Regions from separate parts of the Mus musculus genome. Here region 1 is linked to region 2. A link is a contact called in public promoter capture Hi-C data. All regions are on one chromosome and are shown on one strand. The core of a region is the stretch at or near the end of the contact, and the rest is flanking DNA. Distances in the headings are between cores, read along the strand shown. Region 1 overlaps Pds5a (PDS5 cohesin associated factor A). Region 2 overlaps Klhl5 (kelch-like 5).

Region 1 (7,257 bases), core at 1,872-4,371, 470 kb before region 2:
TCTTTGCTTTGTGTGCCAAAGACCCTGTGAAAGAAAGGAGAGCACACGCTCGGCAGTGTTTGTTAAAGAACATCAGCATCCGCAGGGAGTACATCAAACAGAACCCCATGGCCACTGGTATGTCCTTGATAATCACAGTGTGTCTCACAGAGGGCCGCTTGCATTTCCACTGGAGTTTATACTGAAATGTTTAACTTTATATATACAGTGTTATCAGAGTTGTAGCATATGTAGAAAGTGAAATCTTGTATTGGAGTCATATTTACTTAGCTGCAATGTTCTGGTAATTGTATTTCCTTCTGTAGTCATTAGTGTGCTTTAATATCTGTACATTAGTCAGATGTTCGAGTATCTGCATTAACCTAACTTTTCCAGTCACGTGCTGTGTAGTAGCCAACTATTAATAGCTAAGGGAAATAGAAGCAAACGGTTAGAACTCAGACAAGGACAGCATTTATAAAATCTGTTTTTCTTTAGAGAAATTATTGTCACTGCTGCCTGAATATGTGGTTCCATACATGATTCACCTCCTAGCCCATGATCCTGATTTCACACGGTCACAAGATGTTGATCAACTTCGTGATATAAAAGAGTAAGTCATGTGTTTCAGGAATTCTACAAACTGTGTTCACTCAATTTTTTTATATTATTATTATTATTCTCATTTTAATTTTTCTTATGATTCTGAAATTTTTAATTTACTGTTAAGTTTTAAAATTTTTTTCAGAACTATTCTTAGCCCTCTGTTTACTGCTTACACTTATCTAATATTGAAATAGATTAATAAGATATTTTGTGGGGTTTTTTTTTTTTGCCTTTGAGTTTGGTAATTTATAAAACTGATGAAAATTTCTCCTCATGGATTAAGAATTTAATTTATGGGCTGGTGAGATGGCTCAGTGGGTAAGAGCACCCAACTGCTCTTCCAAAGGTCTGGAGTTCAAATCCCAGCAACCACATGGTGGCTCACAACCATCTGTAATGAGATCTGACTCCCAGCTACAGTGTACTTACATATAATAAATAAATAAATCTTTTAAAAAAAAAAAAAAAAAAAGAATTTAATTTATTCATTTGTATAACTTTTTTTTTAATAGAACCACATCTTTCCTTAACAATAATCTTTAGTACTGTGGATATGGCTCAGTTGGTACTTTACATAGTATGCATGGGGCTCTGAGTTAGAGCCCCAGCCCCACCCAAACCAAGGATTCCAGTATGTACCTACAACCATTTCCCTTAAACATTGAGCCACTTCTGTGTAGGACCATTGCTATATTTTGTTTTGCATTTGTAAATTAGTATCATTTGTTTGTATTACATTTTTCTACGTCAGTAAGCAAATCTTACTCCTAAATTGAACTGGACATTCATCTGTCTCTTACCACTTTGGTCACTTAAATGCTGTCAAAATTTTAACAGAAAAGATGTTCTATATTACCCTTAAGCATTGGCCTGTTCATCATCTGTTCAGTGTTGTCACCATAGTGATAGTTCCTCCATTTGTAAAAAGTATGAAATTAAACCTACATTTAAAAAAAAAGTTTTGGCTCCTTGTAGCTGGTATTGGAGGCCGATAATCCCAGTGGCTTGTGAGTTGAAACAAAGCATGGTGGGACCATTAGTTTCTCAAAATCATATATTTTAGGGAACTCAGTGAAAAGATTTGTTAAGAAAAATGTGCTTTGAGGAATACAATAAATACAATAATAATGCTGAGGCATTGGGGTTAAGAGTTCAAACAAAGCCGCCAGGCAGTGGTGGCACACGCCTTTAATCCCAACACTTGAGAGACAGAGGCAGGCAGATTTCTGCCTTTGAGTTCAACCTGGTCTGCAGAGTGAGTTCCAGGATAGCAAGGACTACACAGAGAAACCCTGTCTCAATAAACAAAAAACAAAAAAATAGAATTCTAAGCCATTCTGAACAAGATACTATCTCAGAAAACTAAAAACAAGCAAAACATACATGTGCAAATGACATTTAAGTTTTCAACATATTCTAACTTTACACAAAAAAATTAACCTGTCCATATGTTTTATATATTTTATATACATATATGCAAAGTATATATACTTTTTTATACTAGACCTTATTAGCATTTTCAATTTGAAGTATAAATCTATACTAGATTGTTACAGAGGTTTCCTTCATGTCTGTCTGTCTGTCTGTCTCTGTCTCTGTCTCTCTCTCTCTCTCTATTTTACTGAGACATTGTTTCTCTGGACCAGGCTAGCCTTGAACTCAAACATCTGCCTGCCTTTACCTCCCAAGTGCTAGGACTAAAGGTGTGCACCACCAATACCTGGCTATATTTTAATTTTTTTAAAGATTTATTTATTTGTTTGATGTATTTGAGTGCACCATTGCTCTCTTCAGACACACCAGAAGAGGACATCAGATCTCATTACGGATGGTTGTGAACCACCCATGTGGTTATTGGGAATTAAATTCAGGACCTCCAGAAGAGCAGTCAGTGCTCTTAACCACTGAGCCATCTCTCCATCCCATATTTAAAATCTTACCTCCCCCCCCCTTTTTTTTTAAAGAAAAAGAAAAGAAAATAGAAAGAAAAAAACCTTGTAAAAGGAATAAGTCTCATACTCTTACGGCAGAGAGAATACTTCCTCATCATCTCCTTTCTAACAATAATTCTTATGCTGTTGGTCTTTGTAAAAGGATCAGGACTCTTAGGAGTTAATAGGATAGAGGATTCTGAACCCCAGAGAATTAATGGAATTAGTAACTGTCTACTTTAGCATACTGGGTGCCTCAGCCTTATGCAGTGCACTCCTCCAGCGTTGTCACCGCAGCTCAGTTCAACTGTACTTGTTCAAATAATGCTGCTTTCACACACAGTTGCATGCATGAGGCTGGCTATGTTTGTCACTTGTGTTTTATAGAAGTGTAAAGTCAGACCAAGTTTTATAGTGACTCCATGGTTTTATTGTAACCTTGAGGTATGGGATCTCTCTAGAAATTCTTGATGGATGAAATCTGGTAGAGGGTGATTTGTGTTTGTTGCCCTTTCTGCTCCACTAGTTTGTTTACAGTCCATTCTCATCTAAATAGAACTCTGCCAACTTCACACTTTGACCTGTGCACTCTTAAACTAGCTTAGTTTTAGCCCAGCCTGGGCTCCTATCAGCTGTGTAGTGAGGATGACCATGACTCTGCACCTTTTAGGTGTGTACCATCATGCCTGGCTTGTGAGAAGAAACTTAAGGCTTTCTGCCTAGGCCCTCACATAATTTTACCAAATTCATTCTACCCTTCCAGAGGTGAAAAGCAGGTGCTCTTATATGTAAATCATTCTGGGAACTGGACAAAAACCAAGCAGCTTTATTTTAAATATTTTTTGACTTTTTCCTCTTGAGCCAGATATAGTATACCTGTAATCCTAACACTCAGTGAAAGATGAGTTCGAACTACACAATGAGCCAGCTTGTGTTACAAGAGACCATATCTTTAAAAAAAATACTTAAAATTGATACCATTAATAAAATTGTATATTACTGTTTTGATATTCCTTTATGCTGACAGCCAAACTTTTCATTGAAGACTTAATCCATTGAGAAAAAAAAATCATCTTCATTTATCCTTTTTAATGTATTTTCTACTTAGGTGCCTGTGGTTTATGCTTGAAGTCTTAATGACAAAGAATGAAAACAACAGCCATGCATTCATGAAAAAGATGGCAGAGAATATCAAGCTAACCAGAGACGCCCAGTCTCCCGATGAATCCAAGACAAATGAAGTAAGGCAATGGATACATAGGGAATACACCAACCCGCGCTTTTCCTCCACAAGTATATCATAGTTTAAATTACAGTGTTTATTAGAATATATTCATGCAACTTAATTTTTTTCAGGGTTTGTTGTTGTTGTTTTGTTTTTGTATGTGTGTGTGTCTATGAGTGGTTTGCATGTGTGAATGTGTGCCAAGTGTGTGCCTGGTGCCCATAGAGGTCAGTAGAGGGGCTGGATACCCTGGAAATGGAATTATGGCTGGTTGTGAGTTACCATGTTGGTGTAGGTAACTAAACTCACAATATCTACTGAAGAAACAAGTGCTGTTAAGCCTTATCTCCATCCCTGATTTTGAATCTCTTTCTAATGCCTATACTGGCAAAATTTCATTTTTTGGAAAACTTTTAACATTCTAGAAAGGCATTAGGAGTTAAGACAGGAAGACAGCCAGGCATGGTGGCGCACGCCTTTAATCCCAGCACTGGGGAGGCAGAGGCAGGCCGATTTCTGAGTTCGAGGCCAGCCTGGTCTACAAAGTGAGCTCCAGGACGGCCAGAGCTATAAAGACTGTCTCGAAAAACCAAAAAAAAAAAAAAAAAAAGACAGGAAGACAAATACTGATAAAACATATGGCACTTTGTGGTAGAAACTTCTTTCTAGGGAGCGAAAATGGATACTTTTAGTTTACTTTGACTGGGAATCTAAGAATGCTGAGCAGAGATGGAATGTTAACAGACAAGCATTCATTTGCATTTTACAACTTCAGATTATGCCTGTGATGGGATTGGAACTTTGATTGCTGTGTAATTTTTTTTCTCACTCTTTAGAAACTTTATACGGTTTGTGACGTGGCTCTGTGTGTTATAAATAGTAAAAGTGCTTTGTGCAATGCAGACTCACCAAAGGACCCAGTCCTCCCAATGAAGTTCTTTACACAGCCTGAAAAGGTAATTTCCCTCACATAATTTCTCTGTCATAGTAAAAGTGATTTAAATTTCAGTTAGTACTGGTGACGAATATTGGATAGTTTTAAGGTCAGAGTAAAAAAAAAAAAAAAAGCCTCTAAACTTATTGAGGAATGGAAGACAGGTTAACTTTCTGTTATTGTTCTGATGTTAATTCTGCATATTAGATTTTAAAATTTATCCTTTTTTTATTAAAAAATAAATACTACTTGTGGTGTTTGTTTGTTTGTAATTGTGTTTGTGTGTTCTGCCAATTACACCCTGGACCTTGTATGTGCTGGGCAAGAAGCTTGAGCCTGAGCTCCTTTGTGCAGTGCTCTCAGGCCAGGCGTGCTGTGCTGTGCTGCACAGTGGGGTGGCAGCACTCAGAGGCCAGAGGATGGGTGGGTGGGCAGATGGAAGGGAAGAAATGATGTTAGGGTATTTGTAGTTCTCACTTGAATCTATTAAATAAATGTTAGTTAATGAACAATTTGAGTCAGCCCTCCTTCCCCCATGTGGGTTTCAGGAATCAGACTCAAGATGAAGACCTCTAACAAACAACCCCACCTACTGAGCCATCTTGTCTGCCCAGTTTTTCTTTCATTATATGCCGCTTTCTTACTTGTTTTCTAACATATTGCTTTTCATCTAGTAAGGTCAAACACTAGGGCACCAGGCTTACATAGGTTATTTTAAAAAGCAAAGTAAGTAAAATTGGACATTCAGAATTTTTAATGTTTATTTTATTTTATTTTATTTTGTAAAATGGGCATGGTGGCAAACACTTTTAGTCCTTGCTTTCACTAAGGAGCTCAGGCTAAATATACATAACAAGATCCTCAAGAACAAAGCACAGAGAGAAAAACAGAATATAGCTCAACTCTTGGTACATTTAAGCCACTTGTTCAGGACTCTAACTCAACAACTATGGGCAGATACATTTTCTTATACCTTGCTAAATAAGGAAGCTGTCATGCAAGTGTACAATGTAGTTTATATAATTTTTTAAATGACATTAGTAAACCAGTCCACTGCACCCTACTGCCCACCTGTTTTTCCCTAGATTAGGTCTTGTTGTATTGCCAAGGGTGATCTTGTCTCCTGATGGCGAGTGATCTTACTGCTTCAGCCTCCCAAGTGGTGGTGTATTGGTATTGGTGCGGATATTCGTGACACTATTGTACTTTATTTGTCATGCCCAGAGTATTTAGTGAGGAGAATGGAGAATCATCGGATGTTTTGTATGGTGGTGCACAGCTTTAATCCCAACACTGGGGTCAGGAAGACTGGCCTAGTCTACCTATCTAGTTCCAAGTCCACCAGGGTTCCTTCTTACTCCTACCCCCTAAAAGCTTAGATTTTTGACATAATTCAGCAAGACATCAGTATTCACAGTTGAATGAACTTGTTTATTAACTAATTGGTATCACTAGTGTCAAGGAATGTTTGTTGTTGTAGTTGTGGTGAGTTTGTCTTTTACATAGATATCCAAGTTATAAAGAATAAGTATCTGCTTTTTGACACACGGTCATTGGAGCTCAGGAGCCTCACAGAGGAGAGCCTCTGCCTCTGCCTCCCAGCACTAGGAATATAAGCACACATCACTACTTATCTCAAAATATTGTTACTTAAAATGGCAGGCACTCAGTTTTCCAATTCCTATAATTGAAATGGATTATGAAATTGTTTAATGAATAAACATTCTGTGCCTAGAACAAGCCTGGCATGGTGTGGCAGAAGGATCTGAAATCCTACAGCTGATTTTCAGGAGACTGCCTGAAAAATATAAATTTAAGGTGTCAGTGAATAAATATTGTTGATTTTATCAGCTGAAAAGTAGATTTTATAATATATTAGAGGGTGGTAATTGTACTTTGGACAATATGAAAAACTAGGAATGAAGTTTATTTAAGTGATTTCTCAGGCACAATAAACGCATGGTGCACTTAACACAGGTGGAGGCAAAATACTCATATACATAAAAATAAAATAGGTGTTGCTGGTTTGGAGGCCCATTCCTTTATTCCCAGCACATTGAAGGCACAACAGTGAGTTTGAGGCCTATCTGATCTACATAGTCAATTCCAGGACAGCCAGGGCTATAGAAAAAAACCATGTCTCAAAACGAATAAACTAATGAATTAAAAATGTGAAAAGTCAAGGATATCATGTCTCCAGAAAGTTCTTGCCAAGGCTGTGCAGTTCTCTGTATAGAAGTTGCACCATGGAGTGGAAAGCACACCTCCTGCCTTTGTCTAGTCTCAGCAGTGTGTGAGCAGAGTGCATGGCCGTGCAGCGCCGAGCTGGAGACACTGAGATGATAACACTGCTCCCTTTGCTTGGCTTTGTTCTTTTTTTTTTTAATAGGACTTCTGTAATGACAAAAGCTATATTTCAGAAGAGACAAGAGTTCTTCTGTTAACAGGAAAGGTACTGTATACGTAATTGCTTGGGGTTTTTGTTTAATGTGTGTTCTTTCTGCTTTCTGCCCCAGGGTTGTGGGGATGCATTGTGTGTTGGTATTCTCAGATCTTTTCTGCAATTAACCACTGTTCAGAAT
Region 2 (6,937 bases), core at 2,295-4,794:
CGTCTCAATCAAACCCTGAGCTCCTGGATAAGGCTGGCTTTGCTAGGCGGCTTGCTCTGGCGATGCCCTGACTCTGTCTTTCCAGGCTGGAATGACAGGTGGGCTGCCATACCCATTAGATATTTGCATGGGTTTTCCAGACCTAACTGTGGTCCTCAGGTTTATTCAGCAAACGCTTTAACTGCAAACATCTCCCTGCCCACTGTAGTACTTTCAAAAGAGCATATAACTTGGAAGGTATTTAAACCACTGTTGCTGTTCAATTAATATTGGGTATTTATATTGGGTAGCATGTGTGGTTCCTTAGCTACGAGCAGTGAGGCTGTTATGGACAGAGGTTAAAGGAAAGGCTTTGTTAACTCATGCAAAGAACTCCTCCAGCAATAATAAATCTGGCTTATCGTGACTGAAATAGAACTTCAAATATCTTCTTACTTTCCACTTAGTACCGCCACGCCTACTGTGCTCCTGGGGGTGGACATAGTGGCAACAAAATTCCACTGGCGGGCCTGAGGGTCCCATCGCTCCACAGTATTCAGGTAGCTCCAGCCGTCGTGCCCTCCGACTGCATACATGGGGCCTTCTAGTACAGCCACGCCTAAAGTGGACCAGCGAGAGGGAGGGACTAGTCAGAATGGGAGTACAGTAAGTCTGAAACACGCAATCATAACCAATCAACAATGTAGGCGAAAGCCACTGCGCTCCCTCAGGGCTCTTCTGAGGCAGATGGGGCCGAACCAGCACTGTGATTCTTTTCCTGAACATTGGAGACAGTATTCTGAGGCACACAGTGGAACGTTTGTATGTGCCACCATTTCTAAGACCTTCAATCCCCAGACTTCCATTCTTTTCCTGTAGGACTCTGGAATCCTGGGTTTTACTGCAGCTAAGTTGGGTACCACAGCCTTGTATTTATGGGTATCATCATCAAGGAACAGAGTGAGCAAACATCTTAGTTTACGATAAGATTCTATTTAGTAGGCACTCCATAGAACATCAGATAAGGGCCACGCTTGCGTGGATCAATACTGTTTGTTTTACAGGACATCAGGTGTGTGCCAGCTTAAACAATAGAGCAACGGAAGCAAGGGCAGAGAGAGCCAGGGACCTGAATGACACCTCAGTAGAAGCATGAGTGCCATTATCGACCACGCACAGAGGAAGAGGAGGCCCAGCAATGGCCTGCTGGGGAACCCATGTTGCCTATGTGGCTGAGCAGGTAACTGACAGGGAGGGGCCAGAAGACAAGGGAGTCAGAAATAACATTCTCTCACCGTATCCCTCATCAGGACTTTAGATTTTATTCTGAGTGGGGTGGAGTCAGTCAAGGATTTCTTGGGGTTTTTGTTTGTTTGTTTGTTTGTTTTGAGACAGGTTCTCCCTATGTAAACTAGGCTGCTCTCAACCTTATAACCCTCCTTCCTCTGCTTCCAAGTGCTGGAACTACAGCTGTGTGTCACCACATCTGCTTAAGTAGAGGATTTAAAAAAAAAGATTTATTTATTTCAGACACACCAGAAGAAGGCATCAGATCCCATTACAGATGGCTGTGAGCCACCATGTGGTTGCTGGGATTTGAACTCAGGACCTCTGGAAGAGCAGTCAGCGTTCTTAACCACTGAGCCATCTCTCCAGTCCCCAAGCAGAGGATCTTAAGAAGAGGTCTGACATGATTGTGGCAAAAAGACCTCTGTAATTCAAACCCATCAATCTTGGCCAAGTTGGATAAAATAGCCACCACTCATATGTGACCCAAAATAGCATATTATTCACTTGTTATACACTGTGCCAACAGTACTGGCTATTGAACACACACACACACACACACACACACACACACGCAAAATATATTTACACAGATTTAAGTTTGTACATATTACAAGTTTTACAGAATATACCTAATTTTATATAGATAACTTATCATTCATCAAGGGCCTAGATGAAGGGCTCATTTAGTCCAACCTCTTGAATGGCAGACCTGAAAATACAGCTCAGCAGGGAAAACCACTCCTAAATGAGGCGCCCATGTAATTCCCATACGTGAAGAGATGAAAACTTCTTAATTAGTTCATCTTCTAAGTTCAGATTATACAATTTACCTATAAAAGCACATGGCAGCTAACATCCATTTGTAACTCTGGTTACTGGGTTTCTAACAGCCTGCACTGCATACCAATGGTGTCCATAATACATTCAGGTAAACACCCACATACATAAAACAGAGAATGAAAAGAAATGCCTGTCTCTCTCTCTCTCTCTCTCTCTCTCTCTCTCTCTCTCTCTCTCTCACACACACACACACACACACACACACACATTACCATAATTGTTTTTCATATAATATAGAAGTTAAAGTGCTAGTTTTAATGAGCCTTTAACTAGGCTATCTAAATTCAACTGCTAACACGGAGCATAAAGGTAAGAGCATGGCTTGTCACAGCGGCATGCTTTCCCGTGTATGAGCTCCATTTATGTAAGTGCTCGTGTTCTGGTTTCTGCCCCTCAGGGATGAGGGATGCTTGGGAACTGATGCTGACTGAGCCCACACACAGGCCTCCCGCCTGGTACAGAAGGGAACAACGTGTGGCATCCTGATACATGGCTTCCAAGCAGGCGAGCAGACGCACTTACCGAGCCCGTGCCTGTGTGTGGACATAGGTGGCATCACACTCCAGGTTTTTGTTTTGGGGTTGTAGCACTCTACGGTGTTCAGAGTCTTCAGTCCGTCTCGCCCTCCGACCACGTACAGTTTGTCATCTAAGACTGCGACGCCGAATTGGAGCCTCCTCCCATTCATGTTTGCCACAGGAGTCCACATATTTGTACGGAGGTCATACTTCTCAATGCTTGTTGCTCCTGAACAATAACACAGAAGTTAGGAGACTACAAGATCCACCCCGGCTATGTTACAGACACAGAAGTAGAATTTATCTTGTGTGTGTGTGTGTTGTGTGTGTGCGCGCGCGCGTGCATATGGTGGGCAGAGGTTGGTGTCTGGTGTATTCCTTTGTCGCTCTCCACTTTGTTTTTCCAGAGGGGTCTCCCTGAACCAGAACTCACTGTTCTGGCTAGGCTGGCTGGCGAGGGGCTCCAGCAATCCACCTGTCTGCCTCCCCAGCCCTGGGATCACACAAGTGTGCCAGCTGTGTATATGGTTTCTGGGGATTTGAACTCAGGTCCTCTTGCTTGCATGGAGAAGCACTTTAACAGTGGAGTCATCTCCCTAGCCCCAAAGTATAAAGGTTTCTTCGAGCATCGACAGCAATACTTTTATGCTATCTTATGAAGCCCCTGCAGTACGGCCCTCGCCTGTGCCATGACCTTTTCTCCCATCATTCTCCCTGGCATACTCCAGGCCCAGCATTAAAACATCCAGCAGGGGACGTTCTTTGTTCAAAGAGGCCAGGAAGACGCTCAGCAATTGGCGGAAGTGCAGGGAGGGAGCCACAGGGGATCATTCTGAGAAGGCTGGCCACAGTGCAGACAGGGTTCTTGGACAAGCTGAGGGAGGCTGTCTCCCTTTTGGGATCGGATTGTTGGGTTGTTTATAGAAGTCAATGGAAAGGTCTAGGGGAAGGAAACCGCTGACCCAGGAGATAAGGGAGACAATTATTATGTGAGGTTCTGGAAGAAAGAACAGTAACAACAAAACGGGCGGAGTGGGGCTGACACCACGCAAGGGAGGGGGCACGGCAAGGAGGAAGGACAAAGGTCGCCTGGGAACCATTCTGCCGGAAGTGAAGGGAGTTACTACCCATGGGGTTTACCATGGAAAATTCCAGAGCTCTTTTGCTCTCTTTCAAGATGTGGAACAGCAACAGCAGAGATTTAGGAAAAAGTGAAAGAAAGTATCTCACTTAAAAAAAAATCTAACTCGCACTTCCGTAGAGATCGAGTCTTTTTCTAAGCTGATAATTTACCAGCCTGTTCTAGCATTATAAAGGACTGCAGTCGCAGTGGACACTTACTCCTCAGGCTTGTAAAATCAGCATCAGAGCTACTACTGTTGAACCTAAAACCAGACCGTCCGGCTGGCTCCACACCCGGCGCTGTGTTTACTTACCCTACACAGGCTAAGGCTTTTGAGACTGACACCAACTCCCGTTCCATCTTGTATTCTCCCAGAACTACACAGAATCAATCCCTTCTAAACACTAGCTGGTTTAAAAATACTTTTTACTTTGCATAGCCTTTCTTTGTAATATATGGCAATAATGATATTTTATTCATTCAGATTATATACATGTGTGTAAAGTATCAAGATTGTATGGATTTGTTTGATTCTTCACTCCAACCATGACTTTAAAGTGTCCATAAAATAAAATAAAAAATCGCCTTCCATCAAACAAAAATCTTTTTCCATTGATGAATTTTCAAGCTTTTTTTGTTTTTTTTTTTTGTTTTTTGTAGACTTCTGTTATAAACTGGAAAGCCAAAATTTAAGAATCTAAACTAGTAATACAAATATGCATCTATAAGTTTGTGGGTGTGTGTGGAGAGACAGCACAGTGGTTAAGAGCGCCTAGCTTCAATTCCTAGCACCCACAGAATGACTGGGAGCATAGGGAGGGTGCAGGATCTACTGCCCTCTTCTGGCTCCCACAGGCACTGCATGCCTATGGTGCACATTAGACGGGGCTGGAACAGGGCTGAGAGCAGAACCAGGATGAGCTGAGACTGTGTGACTTCTGTCAGGGTTGCAGGCACCACTGCAGGAGGATGGGCAGAGGTCAGGTGTACAGAAAGGCCCCATAACAACTGACAGCCAATAGCACCATGCATGGTCTTCAACCTCTAGGAACAACTGTTCACAGAATCCAAGTTTGTAACTCAAATATTTGTGTTTAGCTTTCATTTCTATATATGTATGTATGTATTCATGAATCTTTTCTTAATTGTTTAAGAGTAAAAATCACAGAAATGATGACCCCGTGGCCCTAAATATTTCAGCAGATCTTCCTCAGAGAAAACGATTCTTTTTAAAAGTCATCTATGTGGAGTGAAGTGTTCTTACTGAGCTAGATCCCTAGCCTAAAGTAGCTAGTTACCTCTTCCTAATCTCATCTGTCTCTATCAGTTGGCACCATGAAAGAAACAGCTTTCCTTTCCATCTGTGTCTCTGTGAACTCACGGAGACTCTGATTTGACGTTAGCTTCTTTTACAGTAATTACTTACTATGATGCTCAAGTTACTTAAACTCAATGGAAACTCCCAACAAGATGTCTTCTCTACCTTTTGATCTGCCTCTTACCATGCCTTGAATATTTTCTGCCACTAAGGTGCTTTCTGGTCTCATCTTTTCCTGTCCTTGTCCCTCAACCAGTCACTTCTCCACCGGGCCTCTTGGTAGTGTTACTGGTTACCCTCTGTTCCTTTAGATCAACGATCTCCCAATACCCTTTGTTGAATCCATCCCTCCAACTGCAAATAACGTTCCAACAGTTGACTTGCGAGGCTTTGTCCGAGGACTCTGCAACATGGGTCGTCTCTCAGGTAATAAATGGTACTTCATTGCTTCCATGATGAGTTTCTGACATTCAATGTCATCCCGGAAAAGTGCATTGTTTTCCATGTCTGCCAGGAACTAGAAGAGAGCAGGGTATACAGACAATGAAGACATGTAAATATACTTTTTAGTTCACTACTGCATTTTGCTGGTCTGTTTATTTCTAGGATTTTACTTCATTTTTGAGACAGGGTCTTACTATGTGGCCCTGGTTGGTCCAGAATCCATGATGTACAGCAGGCTAGCCATGGCCCCCTGATTCTCCTGCTTCAGTATCTCACACAGTGAAATTGCAGGCAGCAATCACCACCATGGGCTCATGAGTGCCCCTGCCTCATGAGTGCAGGGATGAAAGACATTTATCACCCTCCCCTGCCCGGTTTCTGTTGTTTCTGATGTAGGAACTCATATTGGCTTTGAACTCTTATGTGTCCCAGGCTGACTCTGAACTTGGGCTCACAGGTGCTGAGGCTATAGGCAAGAGCTGCCCCAGATTATTGGTGTCTTTACTGCATGCTCTGAAATCTGATATTTTGGTCTCCCTCTCATCAAGTTTCACAGTTTTCTTGGCTATTTGAGGTCTAGTTTTCCATGTTGGTTTAAGACAGAGTCATCTAGTTATCTTTATTTTCTTGGCTTTCTGGTGTGAATGGTGCTAAGTTCTTTTATTAGTTATGGAGAATACACATTTTGTGATATTAGGTCTTTCTGTTCAAGGAGCCTTCTCACTTGTATCACTTTCTTTACTGTCTTTCCCTTCATTTTGTTAAATCTATTCTTATATATGTAATTATTTTTATTGCCATTTTATTTTTTCTGTTTTTTAAAAAAAACTTTCTCTCTCCTTCTTCCTTCTCTTCTCTTCTCTTCCTTCCTTCCTTTCTTTCTTTCTTTCTTTCTTTCTTTCTTTCTTTCTTTCTTTCTTTCTTTCTTATGTTTTGCTGGAGAAGAAAAACAAATCTCATGATGACTGGAGCTTGTATTAACCTGGCACTTTACCACACTCCTTAGCTCTAGCTGTTATGCATTCGCCCATCATCAAGTAGGGAGACTTTGACATCTCTTCTGAGTGGACATCAACTCTTTCAGTTTATGGCATTATATTGCCCAAACCTTCAATGTAGTGGTAAATAGCTGGATAAAGTAGAGCCCCTTTGCTTCTGGCTGGAGTTAGGTGGTATTGGTGCTTGTATTGCAGACAGTAGTTGCTACAGTGTGCACTGTGTGATCCATCTTTATTTAAGCTGCCTCCTTCTCTCCCTGCTTTAGTGTTCAAATTAAGAACTGCTACCAATTTTTCCTCAAATATTTTTCACATATCTATTGATAAGAGCATATAATTTTTTTCCTTTGTAGCTAGTGATGCAATGACTCCCTTGATGAGTACCTGGTAATTGTTCTTTTGTTGTTGTTCTTGGGAAAAATTTCCC

The links. Capture Hi-C pulls out chosen DNA fragments and counts their contacts.
Region 1: a contact with region 2 is called in a promoter capture Hi-C map of liver. The contact joins two enhancer-like sites. A contact is called at or near these places in 1 of 484 Hi-C or Micro-C datasets (the N1E-115 cell line) and 2 of 9 other capture datasets (adipose tissue and liver).

What each region holds. Positions count from the first base shown.
Region 1 is chr5:65,620,420-65,627,676 of GRCm38.p6, reverse strand. Pds5a (PDS5 cohesin associated factor A) reads left to right here. Exons shown (of 33, transcript NM_001081321.3): 25 at 1-117; 26 at 478-592; 27 at 3,625-3,757; 28 at 4,578-4,697; 29 at 7,065-7,127. Among named protein-coding and RNA genes, the nearest start is that of Pds5a, 74 kb to the left of the region's middle. Within about 2 kb of position 3,121, at least 8 of the 459 cell types and tissues checked have an H3K27ac peak or open chromatin away from gene starts, as enhancers often do. A contact at or near this core is called in liver, where this site is marked.
Region 2 is chr5:65,154,703-65,161,639 of GRCm38.p6, reverse strand. Klhl5 (kelch-like 5) reads right to left here. Exons shown (of 11, transcript NM_175174.4): 6 at 5,399-5,585; 7 at 2,632-2,856; 8 at 436-598. Among named protein-coding and RNA genes, the nearest start is that of Klhl5, 27 kb to the right of the region's middle. Within about 2 kb of position 3,544, at least 47 of the 459 cell types and tissues checked have an H3K27ac peak or open chromatin away from gene starts, as enhancers often do. A contact at or near this core is called in liver, where this site is marked.